2 separate regions of the Gossypium hirsutum genome follow, and region 1 is linked to region 2. Evidence: chromatin contacts called from public Hi-C data. All regions are on one chromosome and are shown on one strand. The core of a region is the stretch at or near the end of the contact, and the rest is flanking DNA. Distances in the headings are between cores, read along the strand shown. Region 1 has its middle 26 kb from the start of LOC121217566. Region 2 has its middle 13 kb from the start of LOC107952193.

Region 1 (3,936 bases), core at 839-3,338, 390 kb before region 2:
TACTTAGGAGCGGGTTGCATTTCAGCCCCTCTATGAAAAAAGGGCAAATTTAACCCTTATACATTTCAAAACGTGCAAATTAGCCCCTCCGTTAAATTTTATCTACTAAATGATAATGTGGAACATTAATTTAAATGGTTAATTACTAATTTGGTCCCTAAACTATGCTAAAATATCATTTTAAATTTTTTAAAAACTTTTCTTCACAATAATTCTAAAAAATATTTAAAATAAATATAAATTTTTTAAAATATTAAAATATTAAAATTTATGTTAAAAAACGCAACAAATTTCTACCTCAATGTTTACAAAATTTTTCATTTTAGTTGTAATACTAAAAATTCAATAAGTTTGGCCATCATTATTTACAAAATTTGTCAATTTAGTCTTAATCTAAAAAGAACTCTAAAAAATTGGGAAAAACACAAAAAATTTTAGGGTAAACTACACCAATTATCCTTGACCTATAATTAAAATTTTATTTTGATACTTTCAAAAAAAATTTAAATCTTAAAAATTAGAGTAAAAATAATTTAAAGAAGTATTGAAACTATTTTTTTTTAATTTGATTTGCTATCATTTTTTTTCTTTTTTTTTCTTTAAGAAATCAAAGCTAGATTTCCATTAAAACAAAGTCAAACCTAGACTTATTAAGGGTAAGCTACAAATATGGTCACTAAATTTTTGCAAATTTCTTTTTTTTTCATTGGACTATGAAAAGTTACATTTTGGTCACTAAAATTATCAACTTATAACGTTTTGGTCACTCATCCCTTAAAAGTCGTTACACTCTTAACAGAAAAGTGACGTGGCACATAATTGAAGGGTTAATATATATAATTTGACCCCTTAATTATAGCTAAAATATTCAGTTTTGTCCTTTTACAACATTTTCTAATGGTAATTTGTCAAGGAAAGATTTGAGATAGTAGAAGCAAGGAATGAGGACGTAACCACAGGAGGAGCTGGCAATCAAGAAATGGTCACCAAGGACAAATGAGAATTACGCAGAAGCTTGAGAGAGAGAAAGGCACCCCTGGCCTTAACCGATTTTGTCCGCTTCTAAGGATCCTAAGGATTAAGAATATAAATAATAGTGCATGTAAAATGAGAAATCTATCTGTAGTCCTTGGATATTTTCCCAACTCCTTAACCTACAATCTATTCTCCTTTTCTATTCATACATTCTCTTTTTTTGGTTACTGACACATAGCATTTTAGTTCTTTCATCGAGATTGGACAATATGGTGAATTACACCAAATCCATAAAAACTTTACAGGAAAAGAGTGCCCGTCACAATAAAATTTTGGTCTCTCCCCAATCTCAAGCGAAGGATCAGATGCAATGGAATGCAACCACTCAGCAAACCCTTCAGGATGTAATCCACTAGTTAAAAGTGATTTATGCATAGTTGGGAGCTATGGCAACCACTTCTTACGATGGTGAAGGTACACGGGAAATCATGGTTAATCAAGGTAAGGCAAAGATGATATCTGAATCTGATGTCGTATTTCCCTTCTCACCAAAACTGGTTCAAGTGGAGTTACCGCTTTTAACGGGACGGACCCAGAAGAGTGGCTAGCATCCGTGAATGACTTCTTTGAGTTTTACGACACTAAAGACCACATCGAGCAACCATGCATCCTTTAGAATGGAAGAAACTGCCAATAAATGGTTCTGTTGGATGCAACAACAATGTCAACTGGCAAGTTGGCACTATTTGGTCGGAGGGATTCGATGACAGTTCGCAGTGATGGAAATCAAATCGTCGGAATAGCAGCTTTCTAAGTTTATCCAAACAATGACAATGGAAGATTATCAAACACGTTTTGAAGATCTTGCCTTGCGCACAACCAACCTATATGATGAATTCCTTACACAATGTTTTGTGTTTGGGCTTCGTTCAGACATAAAAAATAAGGTCATGGGCTATCAATCCAATTTATGAATGAAGTACTTGCTCTGGCCCGCTTTCATAAAGCCAAATTCAACGAGACATAAAATTTATTAGGTCGGGTACCGGGTCTAAAACTATTGCCTCTATTACCAACACTCACCACGTTTCTTATTAGGCCTAAAGCACAACCTAGACACCCACCTCCATTAGACTGTCACACAATCTCTCCTAACCCTATGCAACCCCGCAGGATTTCTACTGTTCAAGCTCAAGCAAGACGAGAGAAAGTTTTGTGTTATTATTGTAATGCTAATTTCGTTTCGGATCATAAATTTAAGGATCCTCAGTTACTTCTATTTGATGATGAACTTAAGGATGAGCACCTAGTTCCGGGGACAAATGCGGTAGAGAATAAAGCCAATGAACTAGAGGGTTTCAACGAAACCGTACAAGAACAATTTTTGGTCTCCTTCAATGCCCTCGCAGGCTGCTTAACTCATAATACCTTTTGTGTTACAGGGGAGATTCGAGGCTGTCAGATACGTATTTTGATTGACGGTGGCAGTACACAACTTTTTACAATCCCGAATAATGAAACATTTAGGTTTGACAATGACGGCAACGCCAAATTTTAGGGTTTTGGTGGGTAATGAAGATAAGTTACAGAATGAAGGTTGTGTGCATGATCTTAAACTATGATTTTAGGGCACTGAATTGATCATAGACTTCTATGTGCTACCTTTTGAAGGTACCGAATGGTTTTAGGGGTTGCTTGGATGGCCACTATAGGGCCAGTGAATATGAATTTTTCCACGTTTCAGTTTCAATTCCGTCAAGGGGAAAAGGAACATCGTTAGCAAGGGGAAATAGGGTTGGCACCTCAACCAATACAATTGCAATTCTTACGGTGTCTGAAAGACACTAAGGTAGTGGCTGTGTATTATTGTTTACAAATTGATACGGGACCAGCGACGGAAGGCACAGTAGAACCAAAGCATAAGAGAAATCTATTGGCTGAGTTTGAAATGGTTTTTGTTGCTCCGCACGATTTACCCCTGTTACAGAAACCAACCATGCTATCCATGTAACACCCCTTACCCGTATTCGATGCCGAAAGAGGGTACAAGGCATTACCAGACTCAAATCCCAAGCAATCGTACAATTTTAACCCATAATTTTTTGTCCAAATTAAAACCATTTGTAATGTAACACCCCGAACCCGAGACCGTCGCCGGAGTCGAACACGAGGTGTTAAAAGACTTCAAACCACTTATTTGACATTTCCCAGACAAGCTGCCAATCTGCGTGCTAGTCGCTTTAAAAATCATATCTTGAGTTCTGAAACTCGAAATCCAGTTCCGTAAATTTTCCCTGGAACTAGACTCATAAACCTATATGGTAGAATTTTCGTAGAATTTTTGGTCAGGACAATTAGTACAGTTTATTAGTTAAATTCTCCCCTATTACAGGGTGCGACTACACTGACCTTCATGCATTACGATTTGGATAACTCCCTGCACAGAGCTTCAATACTGATGCCGTTTGTTTCTATAGAAACTAGACTCAGAGAGGAATCTATACATATATGGCATGACTCCTAATTATCTCTGGTTAATTTATAATGAATTTCCAAAGTCGGAACAGGGAACCCAGAAACCGTTCTGGCCCTGTCTCACGAGAACCTGAATATCTCTTAACATACTGTCCATATGATCGTTTCGTTACTTCTATATGAAAATAGACTCATCTAGCTTCGATTAAATAATTTATTCACTATTTAATTCCATTCCTACTAATTTTTGTAATTTTTCAATCCCACGTCACTGCTGCTGCCAGCATCTGTTACTGAAGCAACTATGCCCATTTCGTGATTTCTCATTGATCTAACTAGTAATTCATCATACATATCACAAAATTATAATCATGACTAGCCATACCAAAGGCTAATCATTGTCAAACATCTCCCTACTACACTATTGCCATATCATGAATCTTAACACCAAAATTAATCAGCCATGACATATGGCATAAAAATCGA
Region 2 (4,294 bases), core at 914-3,413:
GAAATAGATAGATTAAGCTTCAAGGATTTCATAAATGCAAAGAACATTAAAAACGGGGCTAGGATTGACTTACTATCAAGCTTGGAAAATTTGGAAACCCTAGCTATGGCTCCTTTCAATTTTAGGCACCCCTTGAAGAAGATGGACAACATTTTCACTTGATTTTTCCCTTTGTAATTCATTTAATTACCAAATGACTAAAATGCCCTTAAAGCCTTTCTTTCAAATTTTTCCTATGCATGTCCATTTTTGTCCAAACTTTTAAAAATTAGACAAATTGCTAATTAGGTCCTTCTAATTAATAATCTATTGCAATTTCATGCTTAAAGCTTCTAGAACACAAGTTTTGCATCTTTTTCATTTTGGTCCCTACAGTTCAATTAGACATTTTATGCATAGAATTTCTTCATGAAAAGTTTTTCACAAGCCTGTATACCTATCATGGACCTCATAAAAATCATAAAACAATTATTTCTATCTAAGATTTTTGGTCTCAAAACCACTGTTCTGACTAGGCCATAATTTGGGATGTTACAACGGACATATTCCCTTGAAAGTCCCACTGATTCTTCACTAGATTATCAAAATCAAGGTGTTCAACCCAGCCTGCTAAGAACCTAAATTGTCTTCCCCTAGGCAAGTCTAAACTCGGATTGAGGCTGAAGAGAAGAGGTCCGTGAACAGATTTAATCCTTAGAAGATGAGTAATTAAGCTATTTGGAAAATAGTTAACCCAAGCCTCATTTCCCAATGCACGAATCAATCTTTCAAACAGATTTACCCTTATGCCATGTAAAGGGAGGTCCCCTGAACCCCAAATCATGAAGGTTAGCCAATTTCACAAAATTACCAAAGTGAGGGCATCTCTTGCCAGCCGAAAGGCCATCCATTTTCTCATTTGAGGAAAGAATAGCATTAAAGTCTCCGATCACCATCCAAGGAGTTTGCCCAACAGGAATAGTATCTCTCAAATCATACGAAAGGTTTTTCCGCTTCTGACAATTAGGACTTCCATAAATGAACCTAATTGAAATCAAATTTGACGAAAAACTAAGCCAAACCCGAGTAATAATGAATTGGGGGTGTTTTCGTATAATCTCAACTTTAACAGACTTATTCCATCCAATCCAATGCCCCTAGCATAACCAATAGCCTCCATTTGGTGAGAAAATTGAAATCCCAAATGTGCAATAATTTTATCAGCCTTGGGCCCACTAACTCTACTTTCGAACAAGCTAATAATATTTGGTCTGTACTCCATAGTATACCCACGAAAAATGCGAGGAAATCTGGCATTGGTGCATCCTTGACAATTCTAAGAAAAAATCGAGAGATTCATAATTAATAAAAAATTGTAAAGAACCATACCATTGCTATCGGGAATCATTCAATCCACTAGGGTTAGATTCAACAAGCACTCCCATTTTATCTTCGTTCGAGAGGTCAGAGGATATAAGCTTTGCCACCTATTTCATAGAGTCAGCTAAAGAAACTCGTGAGTTTACAGAAGCTTTAAATATACTCTCGCGTCCCTTTAAGACATTACTATTATTATGTCCTCCTTTAGTAATGCCAAAATTTTCATTGCTTTTTCGATCCTTATTTCCTGTGTTGCCTGCACTTATAGGCTCAAAAGTATGACCTTTAGACTAATAAGGAGAATTAGAAAATTTTTTAAAAGTGACAGCAAAGTGTTTCCCTTGATCTAAAATATTATCAGTTAGCTGGACCTCAACCTTTACAAGGCCTTCAAAAGCTGGGTTGAAATATGCCTTGATATAATTTGAGTTGCTAGCTCGCAGTTTAGAGTCAAAATGGTTTCCAAAGTTACCTGCATCCGAAAAAACAGTAACAAATTCTAGGTTAGTCGAAATTAATTTAACATTTGGAAAAACCTAAGGTTTCTTGGAATTGGACTATGCAGGAGAAAGCTATTGGTCATTAACGGGCCTGGAGAGAGGCAAAGGCCTATCTTGGTTTTCCACCGATCCACAAGCTTGAATACTTGTGGTCCTTGAATTCATATGTATACTGGATGCAAAAAGATTTGTTTCAATTGGACAAGCCTGCAAACATAATCCGTTTGGGTTCTCTTTGGATGGCGGCCTAACCAGAGACCCATTTGACCCACTATCAATCATTATATTTTTCCTCAGACTTTTCAGCCTTATTCTGTCATTTTCTTGGCCCAAATGGACTCTTCCCCCCATGCGCTTAGTAACTAATTTAGTAGTATTCTTTTAGGCTTCCAAATTCAGGCCCGGATTGCAAATATTCTTTTGGGCATCTGAATCAAGAACCAATTTTTTAGTAGCTTTAATATGCGGGTAAGTCACAGATTTAATATTATTTTCTTCCCTAGAATCAAGGGGAATCAAATCAGATTCCACCGCATTAGCGTTTAATCCCCCAAAATCTGCCTTTGTCGTCTCTTCTTCACTGCCAGTCCTCTTACCTTTAATGTTAAGGACATTAAATTTGGAGCCCAACCTCCCTTTTCTAGCAACCATACCACCAGAATTCTGAGAGTTCCTTGATCTTCACTGGGATCTATGCTCCACCAACATCTAAGGACTGAAAGTTGGTTCAGAGTCCTTCCTAAGGTAGCCATTGTTGTTGCTTGAACCACCGTCAATCACCACTTTGTCACTAGCTTTGTCCGATGTTTCTTTCAATAAGGGACACAACTCCCTCACATGCCCGTATTTTCCACAGGTAAAACAAACCGTTGGTAAGGCTTTATATTCCACCCTCTGAATTTTTCCATTAACACAAATCTGAGAAATGAGAGGCTTATCCAGGTTGATGAACAGAGCCATTCTGGAAAATCTGCCCCTAGTTCTATTATCGGTATTAAAGTCAAACTTTACAACCTTACCGATCATGCTTCCAATTGCCTCGAGGATCATCCTCTTGTACATAAACCCAGGTAATCCAGGTAGCCTGATCCACGCCATAACTACACTTGGGTATGGTTGAAGGGGAGAAAAGTCTTTTGTCCACGGTTGGACTGTCAAATATTGCCCAAAAATTATCCATGGTCCCTGTGTTAAAACATCGTCATAATCCTCCTTGTTCTAGAACTTAGCCAAAAAATACCCATTCTCAATATCCATTAATTGAAATGGATGTATATGCTTCCAAAGGTTTCTAATTCGAATAAACAGAACACCATAGCTGATATTTTGGCCTAGTAGTTTTAAAACTACTGTCATCTCCATCTCTTTGTATAAAATTTCTTTGACTCGATCGGAGAAATCAATTGTCGGGATTCCATTAACAGTGGACCTTATAATATCATCGTCCAACAGAATAAAATCTCCATCACTTCCCCCATCAACCCCCGCAACTTCCTGACCAGCACAAGACAAACCAGCCCCAAAGAGTTTGTCTTTCCATGACATTGTCGCACTTAAAGGTGGATCAGAGTCCATAGCCATATCCACAGAAGCCCCATCGGAATCATCTTTAAACCTAATTTTCTTGGTGTTACGATCTTCAGATAATTGTGAATCACCATCACCGTCACCACTTTCAGAGAGTTTTCCATCAAAGAACCTAAAAGATTAACATGATGATGCTTTTATTTATTACTAGTATTAGTTCCCTTCTTACGCAAAGGTTATATATTTACACGATTTGTAATTAAATTGTAAAAATGAAATGTTTTAAATAACAATAAAAGTTCACTTTATTTATCAAAATTTGTAACTTCACTTTTTCAATGTCGCTACTCTTAACCTCCAATGTCGTGACCTTGGTCATAGTCCACCTACAATGATGATGTATCTCGAAATTCATCCTAGGTACATATTCAGCTTTAATGTCATGATTTCGTGTATCCAATGCAGCAACATTCTCAACAATCTTCTAACATCTATGCCATTTAGCTCAAGTCAGTTTCTTACACCAATTACATCACTTAGTTAGAATTTATTAGGAATGATGTTGCTTAATTTGTCAATAAATATCTTACAAGGCTTATTTTAATCGACAAAACATAAATAACAAATAAATCATAAAACTATTAAAATAACATTAAAATTCTTGATTCAAAGGTTGTTAAGTATTGAAAATGACTCAATTTGCCATATTAAATTATGACAGATCAAATTCTCACACTTAAATCTTTGCTTCTCTTCAAGCAAACACACAGACTAGAAAAGAACTTGATGCAATCGTAAACCAACTAAAAATCTAACTAAGGCAAATGCACCTATTAATTAATAGTATAGTTACAGTGAGCAAAGATATTGTTCTCGCGAGGACTAAAAGTACTAGTAATTGCCTTCTT

Evidence for each region. Hi-C and Micro-C count contacts between places; a contact is called where the count stands out from the background.
Region 1: a contact with region 2 is called in a Hi-C map of leaf, with 2.2 times the contacts expected there. The contact joins two enhancer-like sites. A contact is called at or near these places in 2 of 34 Hi-C or Micro-C datasets (both in leaf).

Annotation. Positions count from the first base shown.
Region 1 is chrA02:34,995,328-34,999,263 of Gossypium_hirsutum_v2.1, reverse strand. No RefSeq gene overlaps it. Among protein-coding and RNA genes, the nearest start is that of LOC121217566, 26 kb to the left of the region's middle. Within about 2 kb of position 2,088, at least 6 of the 9 cell types and tissues checked have an H3K27ac peak or open chromatin away from gene starts, as enhancers often do. A contact at or near this core is called in leaf, where this site is marked.
Region 2 is chrA02:34,600,085-34,604,378 of Gossypium_hirsutum_v2.1, reverse strand. No RefSeq gene overlaps it. Among protein-coding and RNA genes, the nearest start is that of LOC107952193, 13 kb to the left of the region's middle. Within about 2 kb of position 2,163, at least 8 of the 9 cell types and tissues checked have an H3K27ac peak or open chromatin away from gene starts, as enhancers often do. A contact at or near this core is called in leaf, where this site is marked.